Linked DNA regions of Mus musculus: region 2 is linked to region 1. The links are chromatin contacts, called in public Hi-C maps. All regions are on one chromosome and are shown on one strand. The core of a region is the stretch at or near the end of the contact, and the rest is flanking DNA. Distances in the headings are between cores, read along the strand shown.

Region 1 (7,227 bases), core at 2,601-5,100:
TGTCTTCAGACACACCAGAAGAGGGAATAGGCTGCCCATTACAGATGGTTGTGAGCCACCATGTGGTTTCTGGAAATTGAATTCAGGACTTCTGGAAGAGCAGTCAGTGCTCTTAACCACTGAGCCATCTCTCCAGTTCAACCAATATTGTGTTTCAAAATGACACTTCTTTATAATAAAAGCAATGATTATTAATTATAGTTTTATAAACTATAAAATATATAATGAAGAAAATAGTTGAACCACCTAGAGATAGCTATAACACTTAGATGTATATTGTACATTGTTGTCTTTATTCATACCCTCCATTCATATTTACACAATTTAGACACTCAACTGAGCAAAATTAATCATTTTAAGCATATACAATAATTTCATTTTCATATTATTTGTTGAAAAGTCTTTTCCTGTTAAAATTTCCACAGCACACATAGGCTGTGGTGGCATACGTCGTTGATCCTTGTTCTTGGGAGGCAGAGGCAGAAGGATCTCTGAGAGCTCCTGTCCTGCCTGGTTTATATAATTCCAGTCACACAGAGTAACTCTCTCTTTCTCAAAAAAGATCTCACAACATTATATGCATACATAATGTGTGCGTTTCCCCTGCTGCTGTGATGAAATACTCTGAAAACGCTACGTAAGGGAAACATATTTTAGTTTACTGCTCAAGGTACAGTCCTCAAAGAGGGACGTCAAGGCAGCAAGAGCTTGAAGCAGCTTCTCATACCACATCCCTAATCAAGAACTAGACAGGGATGAATTCTAGAATCCCCTGCCGAGGCAAGAGTCCCAACCATAATTATGATGCGTCCTTTCACATCACGATCAATATAATCCTTCAAAGGCATGCTCAGGGGCCCATCTCCCAGGTGGTCGGAGATTCTGTCAAGTTGAAAATTAACACTAACTACCACCACAGTCAACATTCTTTTGATTTATATTTTACTTTGGGGTGTTGGACATGAATCCAAAGATGTGATGCATGCTGGATAAACACCCTACCAGGAAGCTGAATCCCTGGCCTGCTACATGGCTTTTAATGTTCCTACTGGGTTGTATCGAAACACTTTAACCAAGCCATGTTAGATGTTTCAGCTGTTTCATTTTTTTTTCTATATTACAAAGAATGATACCAGTTTTTTCTTTAGAATAATTCCAAGACTGAGGTTTCATGATGAAAGAGAAAACATGCTTATGAAAGTTATTATCATTGCCAACTTGTCTGGATTTAGAACACCTAGAAGCTGGGGAGGTACACAGCTGGCTGTGTTTGTAAAGGCTGAGTCCAGAGAGGTAACGATCTGTCTTGCATGTAGGTGGCACCATTCTATGGGCTAGAGGCCTGGATGGAATGAAAACATGAAGGGGGAATGCTAAGGGTGCACCCACATTTCCAGCCCTGCTGCCTGGCCCTCTGAGATGTGAACTGCCTCTCCTTGCCTTGCCCACCGTGACCAACTGAATGAACCTTTTGAAAGGATGCCAAAAATAATTTTTTTCCCCTTGAATTATTTCCGTCGGGTGTTTTTGGTCACAGCAATGGGAAAAGTAACTGGAGAAGTAGGGTCACTGCTGTAACTAAACTTGACAATGTGGTTCTTTGGCCTTTGGAACTGGTTTCCAGGAGGGGTTTGGAAAATGACACCATAATTATTAAAAGAGCTTGGTGCTGGCATTGAAACAGACACTCTGGCAGTGGATCCAAATATATGTGGAAATTTAATATGTGATATTACAAACTGGATGGGGAAAAAAGCTTTTTAATAAATGGTATTGGCATTGCTGTTTGAAAATAAAATAAAACTGGCTTGTTCATTAGCTCCAAAAACCAAAACAAATCTCAAAAAAGATCTGAGATTTAAATGGAAAAGAATTCTACTGATGTACTCAAAAAGGAAAACATGGTTTTTAAAAAATGTGTGGAGGAAGATTTTTAAAAAATACAACCTAAACCCCAGAATCAATAGAAAAAATAATTTAAATTGGGCTGGAACTTTGTAAATCTCCATGGGGAAATAATCCTTAAAAGTAAAATATTAAGAACTATTTCTGGTTTACTCTCCAAATAGCATTATTTACTTTGTTTCCCACATCCATCTATAATTTCTTAAAACACGCCTATAGTGACATATCAGGGGAAACAAAGCGGCATTTTAAATCCTCTTATGAAGTATGAGAGTTAATGTTATGGTCAAATGCCTGAGTTAATAGATCCCTTAATAAGTAGCCAAATACTGTTAGTTGTATGTTTCTGAGAGATGAGCATTTGAGTTGGTGAACTCAGTAAGTGCCCACTTACTGGAATTTAGGGTCAGAAAGCTACACGTGGGACTTGCCATAAGTGGAAATTAGTGCAGTGGAAAACTTATTAAGAGTTATGATGGCCTAAGTCTAGCCTCAGTTCTGCTTCCTCAAGTGAAGGGTTCTCACTTCCTCAGTGTTGGTCCTTGCTTTATTTTCTCTTGAGGAAGCAATGTTTCTGCTATGCCTTACAGGTTAGGTGAGTCCCACAGTCCATGGCTGTTTTATCTTCCTGCTTTGATGTATTTGTTTTTTCATGGCTGCTGAAAGGAAGTACTACAAACTTTTGATTTCAAACAGAAACTTGAGTCTGGTGAGGTAACTTATATTCTTGTCTTTCAGGACACCTTAAAACTCTGAAAATTTCTGGCCATCCAGAGCTACAGGATGAGTTCCAGGACTGCTTCAGCTATAGAGTTGAGCCTTTATCTCAAATCATAAAGAATAATGAATGAGATGAAACAGAACTTTGTTATATTCAAGTTCTGGAGGCAAGAAACCCAAAAGCAATTTCACTGGCCCAAATCCAAGTGTTTTGGGGGCTGCTGAATAGGCTAGGAGAGATTTCCCTCCTTATCTCTTCCAGTTTCGAAGACTACTGACTTTATTTTTTTTAGTGACCTTACTGGAATCACTGCCTTCCGCTTATTGAGTCTACAGTCAATTGCATTTAGGGCCCATCCTAATAACCTAGGCTAAGTTCCATCTCAAAACCCTTAGCTTATTCCACATAGGCTCTGATACCACATAAAGTAGCATTTGCAGGCTACACGGGATTAAGTCCTGACATCTCAGTGGCCCATGATTTGACGTACTGTCCCTCAGAGTTATTCTAAGGAGCAAATCTGCTCGTGCACTTTTTAGGCTGAGTACAGCATCTGACAGAAAAGTCCTGCGGTCTCTAACAACGCCTACCCACAGGGCTGCTGCTGCGTTCGAACAAGGCTCGGGTATAAAATCTGTAGTTTCAAGAGGGTTAAAGGATTAAGTAAAAGCCCGGCAGTGGTGGCGCATGCCTTTAATCCCAGCACTAGGGAGGTACGGATCTCAAAAGTTCTCGGAGTTCAAAGCCAGCCTAGTCTATAGTGCGAGTTCCAGGACAGTCAAGGCGACAGAGAAACCTGTCTCAAAAAAGTAAAAAAATGTGGCCTGTTAACAGACCTTGCCATTAGTATTTGCATATTCTTCTTTGCAGGAAGTCTTGCATCCGTTTACCTTGCTTTTCAAATACCTCTGGGCGGACTTCTCTACCTGGAAGTCCTTCCCACCAATCTAGCGCTCCGCCTACCCAACTTGGCATCTTCCCTAGGGCTTTGGGAAGCATCCAGGCCTCTGAGGTCTGTTCTCACTCTTGCCTGTCAAAATAGAGATAATTCCACCCGATTACACCTATTTTCCAAACTTTTTGGTTATCGTCACAACAGAACTATGTTAAATAATCCAGAGAGAGGTGTTTTCCTATATTCGGCTGGAAAACGGATGTGCAAATGGTTGAATTTAGACAGGCATCACGTGAGACAGCCCAAGAGCGGAGCGTCGGGTCCTTCACTCTAGGGTCGCTGAGGCCCCGCATGTGGCGCAGGCGCAGTGTCCACGACTCGCCATGCCGACTGTCAGCGTAAAGCGAGACCTGCTCTTCCAAGCCCTGGGCCGGACCTACAGTGAGTGCCCGCCCCGTGGCTTGGGCTCGGTGCCTGGGGAAGTCTGCTCGCCCTGCAGAAGAACGTGCTGGCGGCGTTCATGCCGCTACGTGGGGTTTGGCCCGGCACGGCCAGAGTCCTCAGGGGCGCGCTGCTGGGCGAGGAGACTCGGCTGCGCTGAAGTAGCTTCTCGGAACCAGCTCCGCGGTGGCTCCGTTGCATCATCAGCGCGTGTCGGGCTCTCCGTGTCATTCATTTAGAGACCGAGCTCCAACTCCGTGCCCAGCACGGACTTTGGTGTCGGGACACAGACGAGGAAACGTACCCTGGGTTCCATCACAACTGTAGGCTGTGGAACCAGATTGACAGCGAAGGGGAGACGTTTAAGAAAGATGCGGGTCTCACTATGTAGCCCAGGCTGTTTTCGAACTGTCGGTCTTCTTGCCTCAGTTTCTGAGTGCTGGGATAACAAGCGTGTGCCACCAAGCCCGGCATTGGCTTTATTTTAGTGTTGACCAGGCTCCAGAAGTGTGTCAGGCAGTGTTTGGGAGTAGAGCTGTGCACATGACACATACATGAGAAAAATAACAAACCATGATGTTAGTAAAACGGTTTATTGGACATGCTAAATGTTTCTGGGAAAGGAAACCAGGTTTTGTGCAGGGGTAGCATTTGATAGTTAACATTGATTTGACCCCTAAATGGAATCACTTCTATGGGCTTAGCATTCATGACACACTTCCCTCTTTCTCAGTTCTAAAACTAAACCATTGTGGGGGGGGGGGGAAGGGAGGTAAATATTAGTCAAATTATCATTTCCAACACAGATGTAGTAAGTTGAAATGGTATCAGCCTCACCCTGTAGTTATCAGCTTCTATAAAGGTCAGAGCGAGTGTTTTATGAGAGCCTCCTTGTTTTTGAGTATTAGAGGCCAAAATTAGAGGACAAAATGGAGCAGGTTCATAACACCACAGTACTGATGTCGTACAAGTAAACTTTTAAGATTTTTTTTTCCTAAGGATGGACTTTAGATATTACTCACCCCCTGTGTTTGTCGGATTTTGTCGTTGTTCTTTTGGAGACAGAACCTTATTCTGAAGTCCAGGCTGACTCTAAACTTGTGGCAATCCTCCTGACTCAGTCTCCCAAGTGATACAATTATAGTTGTGACCAAGGCCTTAGAAACAGGAAATCGCTTTGCTTTTGGAATGTGGTTTTAATTTCCTAACCAGTTTCCCTTATATAGTAAGCTTATTAATATACCTCACTTGCCCTGTTACTCTAAATCATATTCTCTCTCCTGGTGGTCACTGTCTCTGAAGTTCATATGATGGTGTGTGGCAAGATGAACAACTTGGAATCAGTTCCTAGTCAGACCCTTATCTATGGAAAAGTACCAGATTGTCCAAATTTTAAAAGACAATGAGGCTTATGACCTGCTCGCAATCATCAGATAATGTTTTAATACATTCCCTGGCTGTTTCCTTTTCCTTCCACTTTAAAATGGTGAGTGATCCAACAAGCTTGGTTTCCCCACACCGACTGTGAACTGTAGGCTCTTTTGAAATTCTTTCATACCTATTGATGGTATTTAAGGTATACACCAGATGGGTTAGTACTAATCTTCATTGTTTCTCTTGCCTTCTTTCTTGAAATCTTTTTAAATGTCAGCTCAGTGGTGGTTGGAGTTGGAAAAGGCTATTCACCAGAACAGGTAGTTTCCAAATGAAGTGTGGGTGTCATTTGTTTTTTGTTTTTTTTTTTGTTTTTTTCCATTTTTGTTTGCCTCTTTCTCTTTTTTTGTGCTCTTACATGTCACCTTATTGAGCCCTCTAGGGCTGCTGCCCATCTGAACCCCACTGTCATTTCCAGCTGCCGTCACCTTCCATTTCTCTTGGCAGTTTTTGTTGCCCAGGGCATTTCCTTTCCCCTGTTGCCCTTGGCGCAGCTCTGTCTTCCTAATCCTCCTTGCGATTGCCTTTCTGTTCAGTTGTGTTCTTGTTACTTACTTTTTGTTTGTTCTTTGATATTCATTTTCTTGTGAACTGGTTTCTGATTGCTCTTCAGCCTGGGCCCTGTTCTAGCTTGGTACAGTAAGTACTGTCAGAGCCACCTGTGTGCCACACAGGTTTTTAGGTTTACCATTTTATTGTAGGGACTTATTCATGGTTTTACTTTTGCTTCTTTCTTTCATTTAAGTTTTAAAAATATAGCTTAAAGGAATAAGGAATAAGATTCAATATATTCTAGTAATGCATACAATTTGATTTATTGCCATTTGGCTGACAAGATTTTTGCATATTACAAAGTGAGTGTTTGCTACTTAGTTTCTGATGGTTAAGATTTGATATTTGGTGGTCCTGTATTTTACTCCAAGTTGCAGATCTGAAGTGGGGTCAAGAGCTCATTGGGGCTGGAGAATCTGCTTCTAAGTTGTTTCTTAAGTCATCACCATCTTTATTATTATTTAGACTTAAACCAATTTATATGTATTAGTGTTTTGCTTTGCATCAGATGCGTGTCTGGTGCCTGTGGAGGCCAGAAGAGGGCATCAGATGGCCTGGAACTTGAGTTACAGATGACTGTAAGCCACCACGTGGGTTCTGGGAATCAAACCTGGGTACTCTGCAGTAGTAACAAGTGTTCTCAATTGCTGAGCCATCTCTCCTCTGCTAAGTTTCCTTAAGCGGTTTCATTAAGCGGTTTTGTTTACCCACTGATGTTTTCCAGTTCCTTCTACCTTGGCTTTTGTTAATTTGTCCCAGAAGGAGAACTCTTGAGAGAGCAGGTAAACGGGAGCGCTTAAGTACTATCCTCTGTGTTTGATAATTGCTCAGACATGCTATTCCATCCTTTTCCATATTCTGTTGGTGACAGAGACCAATCCTGAGCTTGCATAAGGGAACTAGATAGACAGGTATCATTGGAATCAGTCTCTCCACACAGTCACCAAATGGTTCTTGTTCATCCACATGCAAAATATACTTGTCCTAGAAGTGTCATCTTAGAGCACCATCCACAGTGAGACATCTGAACCTGGTTCTGACGTGGATGAGCGTCTTAGGATGTTTAGCATCTTGTGATAGATGAGTGCTGTCCGAGTGCGGAGAGGCTCAAGCACTAGGATGGGTGTCTCCCATACATCTAAGATGCCATAGAGAGACATAGCCGGCCTAACTACTGGAGGAGCCATTGGTCCACTACAGTTCTGAAACTGAATGGCAACTGCAGGATGGTCTTGATTAGGTCTCAGGCCTGGGATAATTCTCCATGGCTCCGTGCCTG
Region 2 (7,227 bases), core at 1,938-4,437, 37 kb after region 1:
ATATAAAAATTTGCATATGTGCAACTTTGAAAACCTAGTTTAGTTTTAAAAATTATAATGGAATAGCTAATCTTTAGATAGGAGTAATCATTATATTTGCTTCTCACTGTATAAATTATATTTATTGGTGTTTATTTTGTCAATTTGGAATGGAAAATATTTTCAGTTCTTTTAGTGACCTGGACTTGAGAATTTAAAAATAAAAAGATATCGCCCTTTCCAAAAGTTTTCCTTGAAGTCAGGAAGCTGGCCGGCTTTGTCTCCTTTACTCCTGAGTTTGCCAGTTCTTGAGTCAGTGTGAATTCCCATCTTTTCCTGTAGGTGGCGCGCACTACCCTTCTTCCTGGCCTTCTAAAGACCATTGCAGCAAACCGGAAGATGCCCCTTCCTCTCAAACTGTTTGAAATCTCTGACGTTGTAGTAAAAGATTCTGGCAAAGGTAAGAGTGAGCCACCTCTGATTTGCATACTTAAGCATGTGTTCTACTGTGTGAATTCCAGCTCTGTTTAGAGACGTTAGCATGCTTACTCCTGTACACGCAGACAGGTTTCTTTCTTCCATAGTGCTACCACCCTCCTCAGAGTACTTTAGTGTACATGCGGGTTAGTACATCACTATCAGAGCATCCTTGAGTTGGTAATTCTCAAACTAAGCATGGGTCCCTGAGCTTACCTCAGTACCAGCCTTGGGGGCCGGGGGGAAGGAAGGAAGAATGGAAGGCTCCCAGAGCATTCTGAAACTTTCCTTTCCTGCACCCGGACATTTGTGGCCTGGTACTGCGGTCAGGCTTTGACTGACAACAGTGATTGGGAATAGGTTTCATACGTTTCCCCTTTGAAGTATGGAAGTTCACAGTACTTAGCTTAGTATAGCAGGGTTTTTTGTCTAACACTTGGAATGCATGATCATTCAATAAATATAAATTTAGGAATTTTGGAAACCTGGTTTTCCTGGAAGTGACTCTTTCTAAGACAAGCTCAAGTTCAGTTGTTCGTCTAGACATGTAAGTGCTGTGACCCGCAGTGATCAGTGCCTCAAGTGACCACGTGGCTGGCAGCCTTCCTTTAATTTCATACATCAGCGCTTATGCTTGTGAGCGGTTTTTAACTCCAGGCTGTAGTTTGTAGGATTTTTTTTTTTGAAGTGACAAATCTATACTAAAAACGAGAGAACATTTTTAGTGTCAGCTGTAAAGAGTTGAGGATTTGCTCAGTTTTTCCATTGGTGTAGATACTGGGTGCAGTGTGGCATTGATCTGTGAACGTTGACGCTTTCCTTCCACACTTATCCTCTGACCTTCATATTGTCTTGATCCTCTGTGGTGTGCTCATAATTATAAGTACAGGATTAAGGTAACTGCACGGTTTCGGTACCACATTTGCTGTAGAGTTTGGCTATAGTCGTGGAGCAGTACACTGTTGTGTTTCAGCCCTACAGTGCTTGTACCTGAGCTGGGTTTAATTGTTGTTCTTTAGCTCAGACATCTGCATTTCTGTAGTGCTTTTTCTCATGGGGAGAACTCTGACCCTTTGCTGTGCCCGTCCTAGTTGAAGCTGTCTATTGATTTCTCCATGGTTGTTTCCTTCTGATCCCACTTTATCTTGCATTGGCTTGTACTGCTTCTTTAATATTTTCTATCATATCAATAGCATGTGAAAAATGAAGGGAAGTTAAATTACTCACTGAGGTTACGACTTGAAAACATGTTTCCTTTTGTTGAGATGGAGTATGTTTTCTGTTTAGGTAGGCCTGGATCTTATTTCATAACAAGAACTTTTCTGAGGCGGTATTCTAAATAAGTACATGATGATCCCTCCAAGTCATCTGGCCTACAGGAAAGGGTCTACAGCATCTGTAGGGAGGCAGTAGTGAGTCTGGGTTCTGCAGACTACATCCATAAGGCGTGGGTTTTAGTTATGCTTCTATGGTACACAGTTTATTTGAACTCTGACTGTCTTCTCATCTGTACAATGGGGTAATGACAGCACTTGCTTCATTAGCTGCAGTAAGGATGGAGTGAAACTGCATTTAGAAAGTTTTAGCCACATAGTGAGTGATGACTCCTGTTCTTGTTAGGGTGTTGGCAGTCCTAGGGCCAGATGCTGCTGGCTCGGGTCATGTCCATTTTCTGCTGTAGTGCTTAAAGACCAGGGTGGCCAACAGTGTCACTGTGCTTTGCAGAGACAATGCTCCTTGATTTTTTTATCCTAATCTTTAAGGGACTTAGTGTTGTTAGATTTTCTTCTTTTGTGTTTTTTTCCCCTTTATGAGAAACCTAAACCATACTTTTAAATGTAAGACTTTACTTGTAAAAATCAGTCACCTCCTTGCACTGGGCGATCCCATTGCCACTGTTGCAGTGTAGGCGGGGAGCCTGGGCAGAGGCCTGCCTGCTAAGCACTGTCAGAATGAAAGGGGACCCGGAGAGTCCCGAGGCTACCTTAAGCCCCACAGGCTTGATAGTGAAAGACTGCTCCTTCTCCTCGGGCAGCCGCATGCTTTTTGGTCTTGATACTAAAGCTCACCAGGATGGAAAGATGATGTTCAGACCTAAGTGGATCTGGGTGGTACCAGCTCTGGAAGAAATGCTTTGCTGCATTCTGCCATGGAATACCAAAATTGGATGCAAAGCTACCTGCCCTGGGAGTTCTTGGCATTAATTCTGTCTGAGTCTACAGGGTGAAAACTACACTGGCATAGCAGTAATCAGTCAGTCAATCAATAAATCACAGAGATTTCTCTTTGAGTAATTTACCATTTACAAATTAGAAGTCCTCTCTCTCCTGGCCATATGTTCCTAAATGAAACTTTTTGAAACTACCAAAATAACTGATAGAGGGATTTTCCAATTAATAATGAGATTTCCCAAATCTCTTTAGTGAGCAGTCCCAAAATTATGGGGTTCAAAAAAATGGTGATGTGTGGCAAGCAGGAACCAGGTGGTCTAGTTAACCACAGTGATAGAAAACTAGAAAGGACTGTAAGTCTAAGAGGGCACCTGCCACATCTACATGTAGAGCTGTGTTCAGATTCTCAGCACCCATGTGAGAAACCAAGCCTGGCAGCATGTGCCTGTCTTACCAAGACCAGGGAGGCAGGGGCTGGCAGAACCCTGGGGCTCACTGGCCACCCCGTGTATCCATGTTCCATGTGGAGAGAATGTGCAAAGTACCCTGGGAATGCAGAGAATGGACCTAGGACTGCCAGTAACTCATTCTGTAATGCCGAGAAAATCCTAGCACCCCTGAGCCTCATATGAGTGTCTGTTTGGCAAACATAGCTTCCAAAATGAAGACAAGAATGGAATCTAAATTTCTTTCTTTTCCTGTCTGACCCAAGTTTTTCTGAAAGCAAGCAAAAGACTACTCCCATTTCCCTGCTTGACCTAATCAGACATTTTACTCTAACGAGCACTGCTCTCACTGGCCATCGTGATGAATGAGGCTGTCAGGCTGGCAGTTTTGAAACCAAGTCAGGCACACTTTTCAGGCATTAAGACTTCACTGTAAATCAGGCACGTTTGGCTTGTGTGAGGCTGAGCAGCCACTGCATTTGCTGAGCCTCAAGCTCCGAAGCTGCTGTAACACTTTTAACAATTAGTCATGACTCAGGGGCCTGAGCTGATTTACCCCTTTTGGTGGACAGAGTGGCATGTGTTTTTGGAACAAGAAACTGAGTACAGACTCTGCCCTAGGGTAAGTTTTTAGTTTTGTAGCAGGGAGGGTAGCTGTGGCGAGCATGCAAGGCTGCTGTGAAAGTTACTGGCTGCTTTCAGATGTTAATCGTCATTCACTTCAATGTCAGGAATGACCAAACCGTAAACAAAATATTTTTAAAAGCCAGGAAAACTGCAGGGATGAGCAAAAGGCTGCCTGTCTGGAAAAGCTAGCACAGTTTGCACAATCAGGCCTTCCCACGGTTTAAACACAGTTGAGTCCTGTAGTCACAGTTCCTCCCTCAGTGCTGTGGAAGCTGCCACTATGCCTCGAATCTCACTGAAATGCAAGAAAGCGGATCTCTGGGTCGAGGATGAGCAGGTCTAAAAGGAACAGGAACTTAAGGATGTGGGTGAGCTTGGCTTGCTCTGTAAAGGGGTTGGGGGCTTACGTCATTAGGAGCAGATCAGCATAACCCGCTCATCCAAGGAGCAGCCTCACGTGCATGGTTTCAGACGGTTTGGACTTGGTCACTGCTGTACTAAGTGCACTGGGTTCGAGCTCTCACATAAGCTCTAGACAGCCTCCCTTTCTTCTCGAAGCTCAGCTACTCTGAGCTTTTGACTCCCTCAGACCTTGCTCCATCTTCCAGAGCGGCTCCTGCTTTGAACTCCATTTTCCCTGCCTCCAGGTTACAGAGAAATGGTTCCCAAACACTCACCTTGTCCCAGACGCCTCTGTAAGCGAGAAGACGGTCTGTTTCTTTTTACCCTTCTTAAGTGCATGTGGAAATAAGGAATTTATGTTTTAAGCCTTTAATTGCAAGGTCTGTTTCAGAGTTGTATTTCTTCTTCCTCCCTCCAGCATCATGGCCACCACACACCGTAACGGTTGGTCTTCGTGTGGGTTGTTCCTCAGCATACTATCCGTACACACATGCACACATGCGATGTCAGTGCTTATCTGCCACGGGTTACGGAACATTAAACACGGGCACGCATAAGACTATGGCGTCAGTCTCTAGCTGACAGAAAGTAGACATGGATGAGTGAAAGAAGGGTCCAGTCTTCATAAGTTTTGGTATGAAACTTACGTGTTCGATGACGGCTAAAGAAGAAGATTTTATTATAGGTTTGTGAATACCTATCTTCTGAGATACTGTCCATCAATTCTGGAGCCTCAGATAATAGAAGATTATCCAGCATCCACATGTGGAATGCGGCTTTCTGAAGAGGGCTTATGTCATCAGTCTGGATTAATTTAATTTCACCATTTCATATTTTTTGGCATGTAGAATTTCCAATTAATAATTCAAAAAACATGGGTGTAAGGAGACTGACGTTAACAGTTTTTGAAGTAGCATCCTTCTCATATGAGATGGCATCTTAGCTGAGTAAATATATCATTTTTAATATAGAAAGTTATTTTTGTGTGCTTGGTTCCACAAAGTTAAGATCTGCTAACGTGAGTATAATGTGCCTTGTCATGCATCCAGTGCTGTATTTTTTTTTAATAGATAAAAATCCATTCCAGGTTTCTGTTAACAACATAGAAGCCAACCCTCAGGAATATAAATTTCCCCTGGATGCATTGAGCATTTTAGAGATTTCTTTTCACATTTGTTTCTTGGCTTCTCAGCATCATTTTAAAATAAAAGTGTATACTTTGGTGCTGCCATATAAAAGCATTTTAGGAAAGTTTTTGCTGGATTTTTTTTTTTGTTCCTTACAATTGAACATATATTTTTAATATTCTTAAGCTTTCATGAATATGTTTTATTGATTTAGGAATTTTGTTCTTCTGTTTAATTAAAAAAATAAGATCTACAACTTGTCAGACATTCCACATCTAGAATTAATTCACTGCCTGTCCTTGCATATATCTGTGGCCATGTTACACTTCTGTGTGCAGCTACAAAGAAAGTGATAGTTTTGTAGTTTATACAGATGCGGTTACACTTAATCTAACCTATCTGGATGCATACTAGTGATCTCATTTTTAATAGTTGTATAATAGTCTACCATATGGAAAGCAGAGTGAGCATGAATGAATGATGGTCCTGAGACTTTTCCTAAAGTATGTCTTTAAGTGAGTATCATTTTCCCTTGAGCAAATAATTATTTTAGAAATAATTGTCAGTCCCTAGGTATATACATTTAAATATTTGATAATTTAGTAAATTATTTTCTAAACTTTTTAACTGATTTTTTTTCTCTTTTTTGTTTTTGTTTTTGTTTTGACTTTGTTGGTTTTGAGTCAGGTCTTGCTCTGTGATCTTGCCTATCTTCAAACTTACATCCTGCTTACAGGTTCACATGAGCCAACATACCCAGCATATAGTTATGTCTATACATATGTCGTATATGGTACTATATTGCATACATTAATTATACCTATAAAATGGATTTTACTATGCCATTTTCTTTTCTTCCTGTTCTCCTCTTTTTTCTTAAAACAGCTACATCTGGTTTGGTTGGAACTTGTAAACCAGGCTGGCCTCCAGTCTGACTGCCTTTGCCTGGTGCTGGGATTAAGGGCACCCACTGCCTATTGTGCCCTGTGTTTTATTCACACCCTCATGGCCTGTAACCCCGTCACTGCCGCTGATCTCCCCATCTAGTCCCTCCTTCACTTCCATGCCTTTGCTTACTTATTTCACTATACTAATTTATAGTCCTGTAAGGAATACATCAGGATTCTTGGTTCCCTACATTAGCTGTGGTCATTTAGAACATGCTAAAATTCTTTAGGAGGCAGGTCTGCAGCATGAGTTACGGTTTTGTGAGTACCAGTGTTGAAAATGCTGCTGGAAAGGTAGCCATAGATGCACCAGTGAAGTGCTTCATTCTCTGAGTCTGGCCTACTGTGAATCTCCAGCATGAGCACAGTATCAGCCCTTGATTTTTCCAGAAGCTTTTTGTTCTCCCCTTACACTTTTGTTCTGACAGCATCTTTATTTGGCGTCTGGGTACATGTGAGTGTAAGGATGACTCTGTACCCTAGATGATATTATTACCAGAAACCACTAATTCCCCTCTAATCATTGGTGCAACAGGATCTACACTGCCTGGAAGCCGATGGCAAAGCCTAGGATATGAGTCACATGCTCAGCACTGTGTGCCACTCCCTTTTCTTTTCCTTAAACAAACCAAACAAACCCTCATGTGTTGTATTCTTTGAGCTCACAGAACTGCATCTAGCCACCCCTCCTTTGGGTGGTTTAGATCAGCTCTCTCCAGGCAGTACTTTGAAGTCTGTGCAATACATGGATAATTTAGGCTGACATACTTGGCAGGCCCATTTAAGAAGCAGAATTGTTTGATGGCATGACACAAGAGGTCTGTTAACTGAGTTATAAAGAACCAAGGCATTTCCAACAAACCCTAGCCTTGGCATGAAATCTAAATAGTTCTTACTTTGTGGCATGCAGTCTTTACTTCCTGTGATGTAATATGGCCTCTCCTGCAGAAGGCAAGGAGGTGGGAGTTTTAGCATACCTCATCATTTTTCTGTGGGCGATGATGGGAATGGAGAGTGAATGTTTAAACAAAATATGAAGAACCAAATCCAG

What was found. A called contact is a pair of places that touch in the nucleus more often than the background predicts.
Region 2: a Hi-C map of Th1 cells shows a contact between it and region 1, with 1.7 times the contacts expected there. The contact joins the enhancer-like site here to the promoter of Farsb in region 1. A contact is called at or near these places in 1 of 39 promoter capture datasets (macrophages), 1 of 15 datasets of contacts at CTCF or cohesin (the NIH/3T3 cell line), 24 of 484 Hi-C or Micro-C datasets (B cells, the G1E-ER4 cell line, the HPC-5 cell line and 9 more), 2 of 115 datasets of contacts at active chromatin or transcription factors (embryonic stem cells and pancreatic cancer cells) and 1 of 9 other capture datasets (pancreatic islet).

The regions. Positions count from the first base shown.
Region 1 is chr1:78,485,520-78,492,746 of GRCm38.p6, reverse strand. It overlaps Farsb (phenylalanyl-tRNA synthetase, beta subunit), which reads left to right and starts at 3,850. Exons shown (of 17, transcript NM_011811.4): 1 at 3,850-3,962. The coding sequence starts at 3,905.
Region 2 is chr1:78,447,966-78,455,192 of GRCm38.p6, reverse strand. It overlaps Farsb (phenylalanyl-tRNA synthetase, beta subunit), which reads left to right. Exons shown (of 17, transcript NM_011811.4): 15 at 322-439. Among named protein-coding and RNA genes, the nearest start is that of Farsb, 37 kb to the left of the region's middle. Within about 2 kb of position 3,187, at least 23 of the 459 cell types and tissues checked have an H3K27ac peak or open chromatin away from gene starts, as enhancers often do. A contact at or near this core is called in Th1 cells, where this site is marked.